Regions from separate parts of the Zea mays genome. Here region 1 is linked to region 2. The links are chromatin contacts, called in public Hi-C maps. All regions are on one chromosome and are shown on one strand. Each heading gives the region's core, a stretch centred on a gene start, on an enhancer-like site or on the middle of the called end of the contact. The rest is flanking DNA. Distances are from core to core; before and after follow the strand shown. Region 1 holds the start of LOC100191731 (MYBGA transcription factor). Region 2 holds the start of LOC103651090 (Ulp1 protease family C-terminal catalytic domain containing protein expressed).

What was found. A called contact is a pair of places that touch in the nucleus more often than the background predicts.
Region 1: a Hi-C map of ear shows a contact between it and region 2, with 2.9 times the contacts expected there. The contact joins the promoter of LOC100191731 here to the promoter of LOC103651090 in region 2. A contact is called at or near these places in 7 of 25 Hi-C or Micro-C datasets (bundle sheath, ear, endosperm and 2 more).

What each region holds. Positions count from the first base shown.
Region 1 is chr3:192,104,473-192,108,653 of Zm-B73-REFERENCE-NAM-5.0, forward strand. LOC100191731 (MYBGA transcription factor) reads right to left here and starts at 1,654. Exons shown (of 4, transcript NM_001137160.1): 1 at 1,370-1,654; 2 at 474-869. The coding sequence starts at 863.
Region 2 is chr3:191,944,898-191,949,613 of Zm-B73-REFERENCE-NAM-5.0, forward strand. It overlaps LOC103651090 (Ulp1 protease family C-terminal catalytic domain containing protein expressed), which reads right to left and starts at 3,203. Exons shown (of 3, transcript XM_020550438.2): 1 at 2,784-3,203; 2 at 1-1,487. The coding sequence starts at 1,455.

The sequences.
Region 1 (4,181 bases), core at 404-2,903, 160 kb after region 2:
TGACAAGTCATATGGAGTTGAAGGTCAAAGCTAAAAAGATATTTGAAAGTGATCAAGGCTTGGTATTACACATCAGGTCAGGAGTGATACTAGAAAATTAGCACTTGTGCACCAGAATCTTTTATACCAGGAGCCAGGAGGATTTGAGCAGGTTGCTACAGGAACGTGAGCACCCTAAATTTTGAACCAAAAGATCGGTATTTACTTAATTCAAGTGGGAAATCAGATAAGTTACTGCAGAACATCAACATTTAGCAATATGGACAAATCATTACAGTTCCAGTACGTGACGCGAAATAGAATAGTTCGCTAAATATAACTACAGATATACACATCTTGAATTAAAGACTGCACGTACGTAATAAAGACCCAACGAACACACAGAGCAGGGAATCAAGTATTCGGCATGTGCAGATGAAATACGAAATACCGATGTGCAGAACAGGGAATCAAATACTGGACATGGCACTTACGTGACCAGCCATCCTCGCCCACTTGTTCCCCATCTTGGCGTGGAGCTGGATGATGAGGCGCTCCTCCTCGGGGGTGAAGGCCCCCTTCTTGAGGTTGGGCCTGAGGTGGTTCGCCCACCGGAGGCGGCAGCTCTTGCCGCAGCGGAACAGCCCGGTGTTCTTCTGCACCGCGTTCCAGTTGCCCTCGCCGTTCTTCTTAACGTAGTCCACCAGGATGGCGTCCTCCGCGGACGTCCATGGCCCCTTCTTCAGGGGCGTGCCGACGCCCCTGTGAGGCGACCCTCCTCCGCTGCTGACGTCGTCGGCCACCAGCGAGTCCATCTGTTCCTGCAGCATCATTTCGCAGTCGCCCTCGCCCTCGCCCTCCCCCTCGCTCTTCACCCGGTACATCGCGCGCTGTTAGGGTATTGCACGGAACAGAGTGGAAGCAGGATCAGCAGATTACCACTTGAATTATATCCAAGATAATAAGCATGAAAGGAGCATTACTGATTTACTGGTAGATGGAAACCACCAAATTCCCCAATCCAGCAGAGAGAGTGAAAAAAAAAGGAAGCAAGGACTTAGTTAACGGCTAGACTAGACTGTCCAGCACTTGATCTTAAGAACGGAACACCCAGGCAGAGAGTGGTATCACTGTCACCCACAGTTTACAGGAGATTTCGGGTAAAGGCGAGAGAGAAAAGGTGGTTCCGTCTCCCAGAATTCACAGATCAAAGCACCGCATGCCGTGAACAGCACGCCCGGCGTCCCGAGAACGGGCAATTCTCGGCGGGTCCGGGCAGAATTGGGACGTAGAAGGACGAGGAGGCCAAAATTCAGCACTCCCCCCACGCCTCAGACCGTCACGTGGACGCCGAAAGGGAATCGGAATTCAGCGAGAGGGCAGGATCTACCTGGCGGAGTCTCGCAGGCAGCGGCCGGTGCCGATCGAGCCACCAGGGTGGGAGTCTAGCTGAGCTCCTCCGGTGGACTCCTCTGGTACTGTGAGCCGGCCAGCGGATTGCAGGGAAGGAGTCGACTAGGGTGGAGGAGAGGAGTGGAAAGCGGGGGAGGAGGGGGATCTCGCCTAAACGAGATGCCACCACTTAGCAGCAGCAGAGTATGTGGAGAATTTTCAGTGCTGGGAGAGAGAGTTTTGAGGAGGAAGAGAGAGACTGAGAGAGAGATAGAGAGAGAGAGGAAGAGGAGGGGGGAGGGAGAGAGTGGGCGAGCCTGGCTGTGGGATTTGCTTGGGGGGCAGATTATAAAGCTGAAAGGTACAGCGCCAGAGAAGCCTATTGGGCGTGGGCGTATGGGCACCTATTTTCTCTCTCTACTTCAACTTCGAGGCCCCTATTTTCTTTTCTTTTCTTTTCTTTCTTGTGCCTTTTATTTATTTCGGAATACTGATATAATTTTTATTTCCCCCCTTTTTTTGTTCGTGCCTCGTGAAGTCGTGCTTCTCAGAATGACAGGCTGAATGACCAAAAGAAAAAAAAATCAAAGAAACCCGTATATATATAGGTCATAGGCTCTCGTAGCATTATCCTACATTTCGGAGGTACAAACTTTTCGTGGAAAGTTTTCCATGCCACTCCTCCGAATTTTCTGTAGTCTTGCTATGGTTACGGTCGACCAAACTGTTGCTGTGAACTCTGGAACTCCTCGCTACTGACTAAATTGTTCCAGCTACAAGTCTGGGAAGTCTCTTTGCCTGCTTGGGCTATTTTAAGTGCAGAATTATGTGAGATTATTTTTTAAGACGTTACATCGGACAAAATAAAATATAGAGATGAAACAACACTTACAGTTTCGTACATATTTAATCCAATAAACTCATAGACAATTAGTAATTGTGTTAAGAGAAAGTTGTCGCATCATAAAAGGCGATTATATATACATTAGTAGTTTAATCGAGAAAGATAGTCGAGTGGCACTTACGGAATCCCTTCTTTTTTTAAAAAAAATGTGTGTGTGCGGCATGCAGCTAGCAGAACCTAGACGACGAGACGGTGAATATACCTTATTCTCAGGTCGTGCACGAGCGAGAAGATACCCTCCAATTAAACGCCCAAATTAAAACAAACTCCACCAATTTGCTCAAAGCGAAGGGAGCGAGGCCTTTATTTATGCCAGATAGGCCTGTTTGGTTTGTGGCTAAATGTGTCACACTTTGCCTAAGGTTAGTCGTTCGAATTGAATAACTAACCTTAGGCAGAAAAGTTAGGCAAAGTGTGGCAACTGAGGTAGTGAACCAAACAGGCCTCTAGAGACTCTTGTTTCCTTTCATAGTAGTGACGGTACCTTTTCCTCGCTTACCGCTAGTAGAGCACGTTGCTTTCTCCCGTAGTGTAGTGTAGTGTGGCCTTTTCCCCGTTCCTCTTTTTTTTTTTTTTTGATTTGAGACTAGTAGAGCACGTATCGTGTGTATTAGGTAGAATATATACGAGCTCTCACGATCGAATGGGATAAACAAAAGCATGCTCTCGATCCTAGGTACTCGACTATCTATAGCTTAGCTTGGTTCTAAATCGATCACCAGCAGCAGTGGAACACGAATCTAGCGGAGAAACAACGCACCAGCTCACGGGTGATCGATCTCGCGCGCTCGTCACTTCCTCTCGCGCTGCTCGGGTTCTGAAAAGATAGTAGTGGTAGGAATAGGCCGGCGGGCGGCAGCTCTTGCGGACAAGTCAACCATGGCATGCACGCACGCATACGCATATACTCGCTACAGGCAGAGGCAGCGTGCGAGTGTGCGACCACGAAACGAAAGCACCGTCCGCCGAATCTGCGACGGAAGCTGCAAAAGGAGAGAGGGCGCCGCGCAGGCAATTCCCCTATGGCTTTGCTTCTGGGGCAGAGGAACCGTGTGCATCGCTACTCCGATCTAATCCCATCCATGTACATGACATGGGTGGACGAAGCGAACAGCCCGGCCCGATGTCTGGTACTCTGGTGGGTGATGGAGCCATGCATATGCATGGAGGCGCTGCTGCTAATTCCGGGGGTTGCACGTGGTGAGGAGCCCTGCGTGCCAGGCCCGGAGGGGAAACTGCACATGCCCCGGTCAATTATAATTCTGTCTCGTCTTAGCTATTTTTACCCATTCGGTTCTAAAATAGTTGACCTTTCTTCGTTTTCTAAAGTTAACTTTAATCAACTATATGCACATAATGTTTATATTTATATTGTGTAGCTAGTATTATTATATAGATCTTTAGATTTATTTTTCATACCAAACTTATTTAGATATATAAATATATTTTTTTTCCTACAAATCTAGATAAATTGGTAAAGTTTTTAACTATTCCAAAATTTCGATTTTAATACGAAGGAATCATCTCCATGCTTAATCCTGACCTTTGATCTAGGTTTGATCAGTAACGATACGATGTAAATTAGCCACCGATGCGTGCCCCGTGCTTAGAGGTTGTCCATTAGTTATTCCCGTTCTTCCCTATATTATAGCAGCACGCCATTAACATTTTGGACAGCAAAGAGAGCCGAGTAGCCGACCTTTGTATACTAAACACGTCCGTTGGTCTTGTTGGAATAATAAAAACCGCTGCCTCTAGCTTTAAAATTTATGGCAATCTAGAATATTTTTCAATTAGTTTAAAAGTGTTCTGCTTTACCACAAATGGCATATATTTAAAAAAATAGAGCGAAGTACTTTTTTTATAAAACGTATATGTTTTTTTAGCGGGAAGTACAACTAGTCGT
Region 2 (4,716 bases), core at 1,953-4,452:
CACTGCAATAGGAGGTACCTGTGCACGGAAGCGTGACAAATCATCTAAACTTGTACCAGAGCCAGAACTATGAACATCTATCAAGTTGTTATCGATTTCAAATGCCATGTTCTTCCAGGATCTTCGTCTAGCCATCAAAATTTCCAACCTGCGGTTCCTTTCTATCTCAGAATATCCAAGATCCATCAGATTCTTTTCATCATCTGCTGTCCAAAGAAATGCAGCTTCCTTCCCATCATTTTCCTTCTCCCCCTCCACATTATCTTTAGCATCAATGTCATCACCCTCATCATTACTATCATCGTCAATTTGATGATCCTCTGAGACATGAGAATCTGTGTCTGAATCATCATTAGGAACAGGATCGGGGTGATTGGAATCAGCACGCAAAAGTGGATCAATCTCATCAAGAACGGGAGCAATGTCAGTCATGGAAGCATCAGGAGAACTCTCAGCCTGATCAGAATCAAAACCAGATGAACCATCATGACTGCTAACTCTTGCCCATGGTGAGCCAAGAGAGGAATCAAGCAAGTTGTCCTCAAAAACATTGCTAGTATCAACATTAAGTCTGCCATTGTTTTCCCATTGGTCAATAGGGACAGAAGCAGCTTGTTTGCTAGTTCCAGCAAGCTCTTCGGTTGGCATCGCTTCAGAACTATCTCTCTCTTTGGTAGCTGTTGAATCTGCAAATACTCTCTGTTGATTAAATTTTTCCTCCATCTCATCATTCTTATTAACATTCTCACTAGAAGAAAACAAACCAAAAGGTATATCTTTGTCATTCAGACCACACAGACAGGCCTCATCAAATAGGCTAGTCTGACAGTCGGCCCTATCCTGCATGAAAAAAGAACCTTCCGATTGTCTTTTCTTGGTGAAGGTCAAGTCCTCCCCTATCACAGACTCTTGGCGAATATTGACCATAGAAGGAAATGGTGTAAGTGTTCTAGATATGTTACCCCGATCACCTCTCTCATCTTCTTCACCAGCTCTCTTCAGAAGAGGGATATAATCATCAAGGTCAACATGCTCGCTAGCCCTCTCCCTGAAGGAAACTTTCTGTTTGGTTTCTCTCTCTTTGAAGTTTGATGCATTCTCCCTAAATTCAAGTACAGAAGGTCTCTGATTTGCTTCAAAGTGGACATCACTGGACGAATTTCCAACCATGGAAGTTGAAACTTCTGTAGTGTCCCTGTGATCTTTACTGGCCTCAGGAAGATTAACTTCTCCATAACTCAGTAGGATTCCAAGAAGAAGAGCAGTGCATATATTTACAGGTGAAGAAGAAAGCAGGAACACAAAGAGCCTTGGTGAAGATCTGTAGAATAGATAGAGAAAAACACCCAAACCGAAAAGGATAGGGTGTTCTGAAACAAATCTATAGCTTTTTCTAATGGATAACCTCAAAACTTCCTTGAAACACAGAGCAGCTTGTTTTGCCTCAAGGGCCATTGCATGTAACCCTCTTATCCTCCAACACAAACCTACAACAAGCGAGAAGAAAATAGAGAGGTTAAGCTGACTAGAACAAAGTGGCAGTGTATGGATTGATGAGAACATACAACAGAATTCGGAAGCTTCTGCTATGCTAAGTTGATAAAGCCAAGTTAAGTTCTGGCACGTGTTAAACCAAGCTGATTCAGGGGGGGTTTCTCTCAAAGGAAAATCAACAAAACAAAGCTAACGCAGATTAGATCAAACGATCGTAACTGCAATTAGAGCCCTCCTCGTCATAACTGCACAAGTCTGGCCTCGAATTTACAAGCTGAACTCTAGATCATCAACAGCAGGCACTTGTCAGTCGAACAGAGCAAACCTAGCCCTGAATTTATAGACTGGCCACCAGATCACCAGCGACGGCATACCATCGTTATAGCAACAGCTACAGATTCTATGACCAAAACCTAATCCCCAATCCGAGGGGAAAATGATTCGGATCCTGGTACACGAACAACTGAGGCGCCACCACCTTCGCTTCTGATCAAGCAAAGGGCAAACAGATCTTTCACTTCACCCCTAACATCTCAGCATGATGGTCCAAATCCACAGATCAGCGAAGCGAGACCATCCATCCCAGAGTCCAGCCGAAGCTCATCAAGTTCACTCAGATCGTGCCGTAAGGAGCGTACATACCTTTGAAGAAACTAAGCAGTAGCCCAGCAGCTGAGAGCGAGGCCTGCAAAAAACTCGAAGGAGCAGCGGCAGGAGAAGAAGAAGCGGACAACGGCAGTGAACCGAGGCCCTGTGGCTATGACAGCAACCAGGGGTAGGCAGCAACGGAGGCGAAAGCCGAGTCAATAAGAACAGCAAGGGATCGCCTCCGAGGTCAAAGCCAGCAAAGCAGTGGCGTATGCTCGCTTCTTCAGAAGATTGAGAAGGACTCTGAAATTGCTATGAAACAGCCGACTATTTTATTGCCGAAAATGGCGTGGGCCAGCTAATAAATCTTCAGGTCTACGAATTCAACCGGCTTCCTGAAACAAACAAAAGAGGCAACGAACTATAGTAAACAACGAATGCGACGGGGAAAGCAAGCTAAGCAAAATGAATCACACAAGTTTGATGTAGGAAACGAACACAACTAAACTATGAGCAAAGCCACATCACATAATTATATCAGATAGAACACGGAAATAATATCACTAAAATCGCCAGGCAGTACTACTTCTAAAATGTAAACAATGCTTGAACATGGTGGCAATCCATTAAAACTGAAAAGAGAATTAACTATGACTCGGCTGATACATAGATAGAACTTATCCAATAAGACAACGATTTACCTAAAAAAAGGTCATCGCGAGTGCAGCTACGGACACCTCAAGAATCCGAAGTATTGTTCTGCTCCAATAGCCCGATCTATCGCCGGAAGACAGCCGGATCCAGAGCCGCCGAACCCGCCACCACAGCCAACGGCCCAAAAATCGGCGCCTTCACGCTGGAAAAATCAACGAATAGCTCACGGACTGGAGCACAGCTCAGTCTCGAGACCCAAGTACCCAACAATCCGATTGCCGCTCCGATTTGGGAGACCGGTTGACGAATTCAGGAGGAGGAAGGAGGGTTTCGAGCAGGCTGCAGGAGGTTTTTTTTTTGGCTTTGGGCTTCGGGGACGGTTACTTTTTTTTAGTTTGGAAACGATGCAAGTAGGTGTCCCTGTCAGCGAGATTCTCTAAATGGAATATCTTGTCCCTGTCAGCGAGATTCTCTACTCTATACCGTAATTCTTCGCAATCATATTTACTCTATATCTCAACCCTATACCAACTACCACATATTATATCATTTATTTTCACCATCACCACAGCATATACAGCCACATCCCATGCCATCCAATCACGTCAGAGACAAAAAGGACAGCTTTAGAGTAAAAAGGGACGAACGCTACAGGTAGCGTTCATCGTGCCTTCCGTATGTTTTGCGTGGCTGGTAGGGTCATCCGCTGCAGCAGTTTTTTACTAGATGTGTAGCTGTATGTTCGTAGCGTTTTGTTTAGCGCACGCCACTGCGGACAGCCTAACCGTGTAAGACTGCAAACAGATTTTTTTTTGTTAAATCTAAATACAACGTTAGATTTAATTATATTTTGTTAGGGTGTTTTTTATAAAGCTACATAAAAAAGGTGGTGAAAGTATTTAAGTGCTAAATATGGCATACCGTTGAATTTAGATCTAGCAGAGCAAAATGGTATCTGCTTACATATTAGTCGGCATCTTTTAATTTAGGGCGAGGAGAAACGCGTTAGGCGCCGAACGCGGCTTTAGAGCGTGTTTGGTGGGCTGACTCGGGTGCCATACCGCGCCACACACCGGCTGCCGCGAGTGTGGCACCCAAATCGGGCGCCGCGGGTGTGGCGTGCTGCGGCGCCTACGGCCCCTGTCCAAACAGGCCCTTAGACTGTCTACGTGGGTTCCGGCAGCCACTGCCCCTCCCGTTCTATAGGGGCAATAGGCGGCCCCCTACGGCCGCAACGGCCAACCCTGCGAGGCCTCCCAGCCGGCGGAAGTGAGCAGTAGTCCACCACATTAAGCGTCAGACTGACTGCAACGCTGAACCCTTCGCCACCCCTCCCCTATCACTGTTCACGATTTAGGGGACACTGTGCACCCCTTGCCTCCGCAGCGCTCGCCGCTATCCGCCCCTGTAACGCCCCGAATTTTGCAGTTGAATTTTTTCTTTTCTTTACTCGCCAAAATTCGGGCGTTACCTTTCCCTTTTCTTTTTCCCCTCGCTAAACCTTGACCTTTTTCAAAGTTTAACGGGATTCGGTTTGGAATTCCCGTATGTATAAAAAACCCTAAATACTTTATGTTGTTTGATGCACCATGCCGCCCTTGCATTTTTGGTTGTTTGAAAGTGCAATCGCATTCATCTAAAAGATCGGATTTCGAGAACAAGCGGAAAATCTTTTATCTTTCTTTCTCTCTCTTTCTCTCTCCCCTTTCTCTCTCTCCCGCGCCCTGGGCCGACCCCGGCCGGCCCAGCCGCCCCCTGGCGCCCCCCCTTGGGCCCAATTGGCCCAAGCCGCCCCCCACCCCCTCTATTTTTCCCAATTCTCTCTCCCTCCCTCTCATTTTCTCTCATTTTCTCTCCCTCACCCTAAGCCACCGCCGCCCCTGCCCCCTACCCTAAGCCGCCGCCGCCCCTGCCCCCTACCCTAGGCCGCCGCGCCGCCCCCTGCCGCCGGCCGCCCCTCGCCGTCGATCCCCGCCGGTG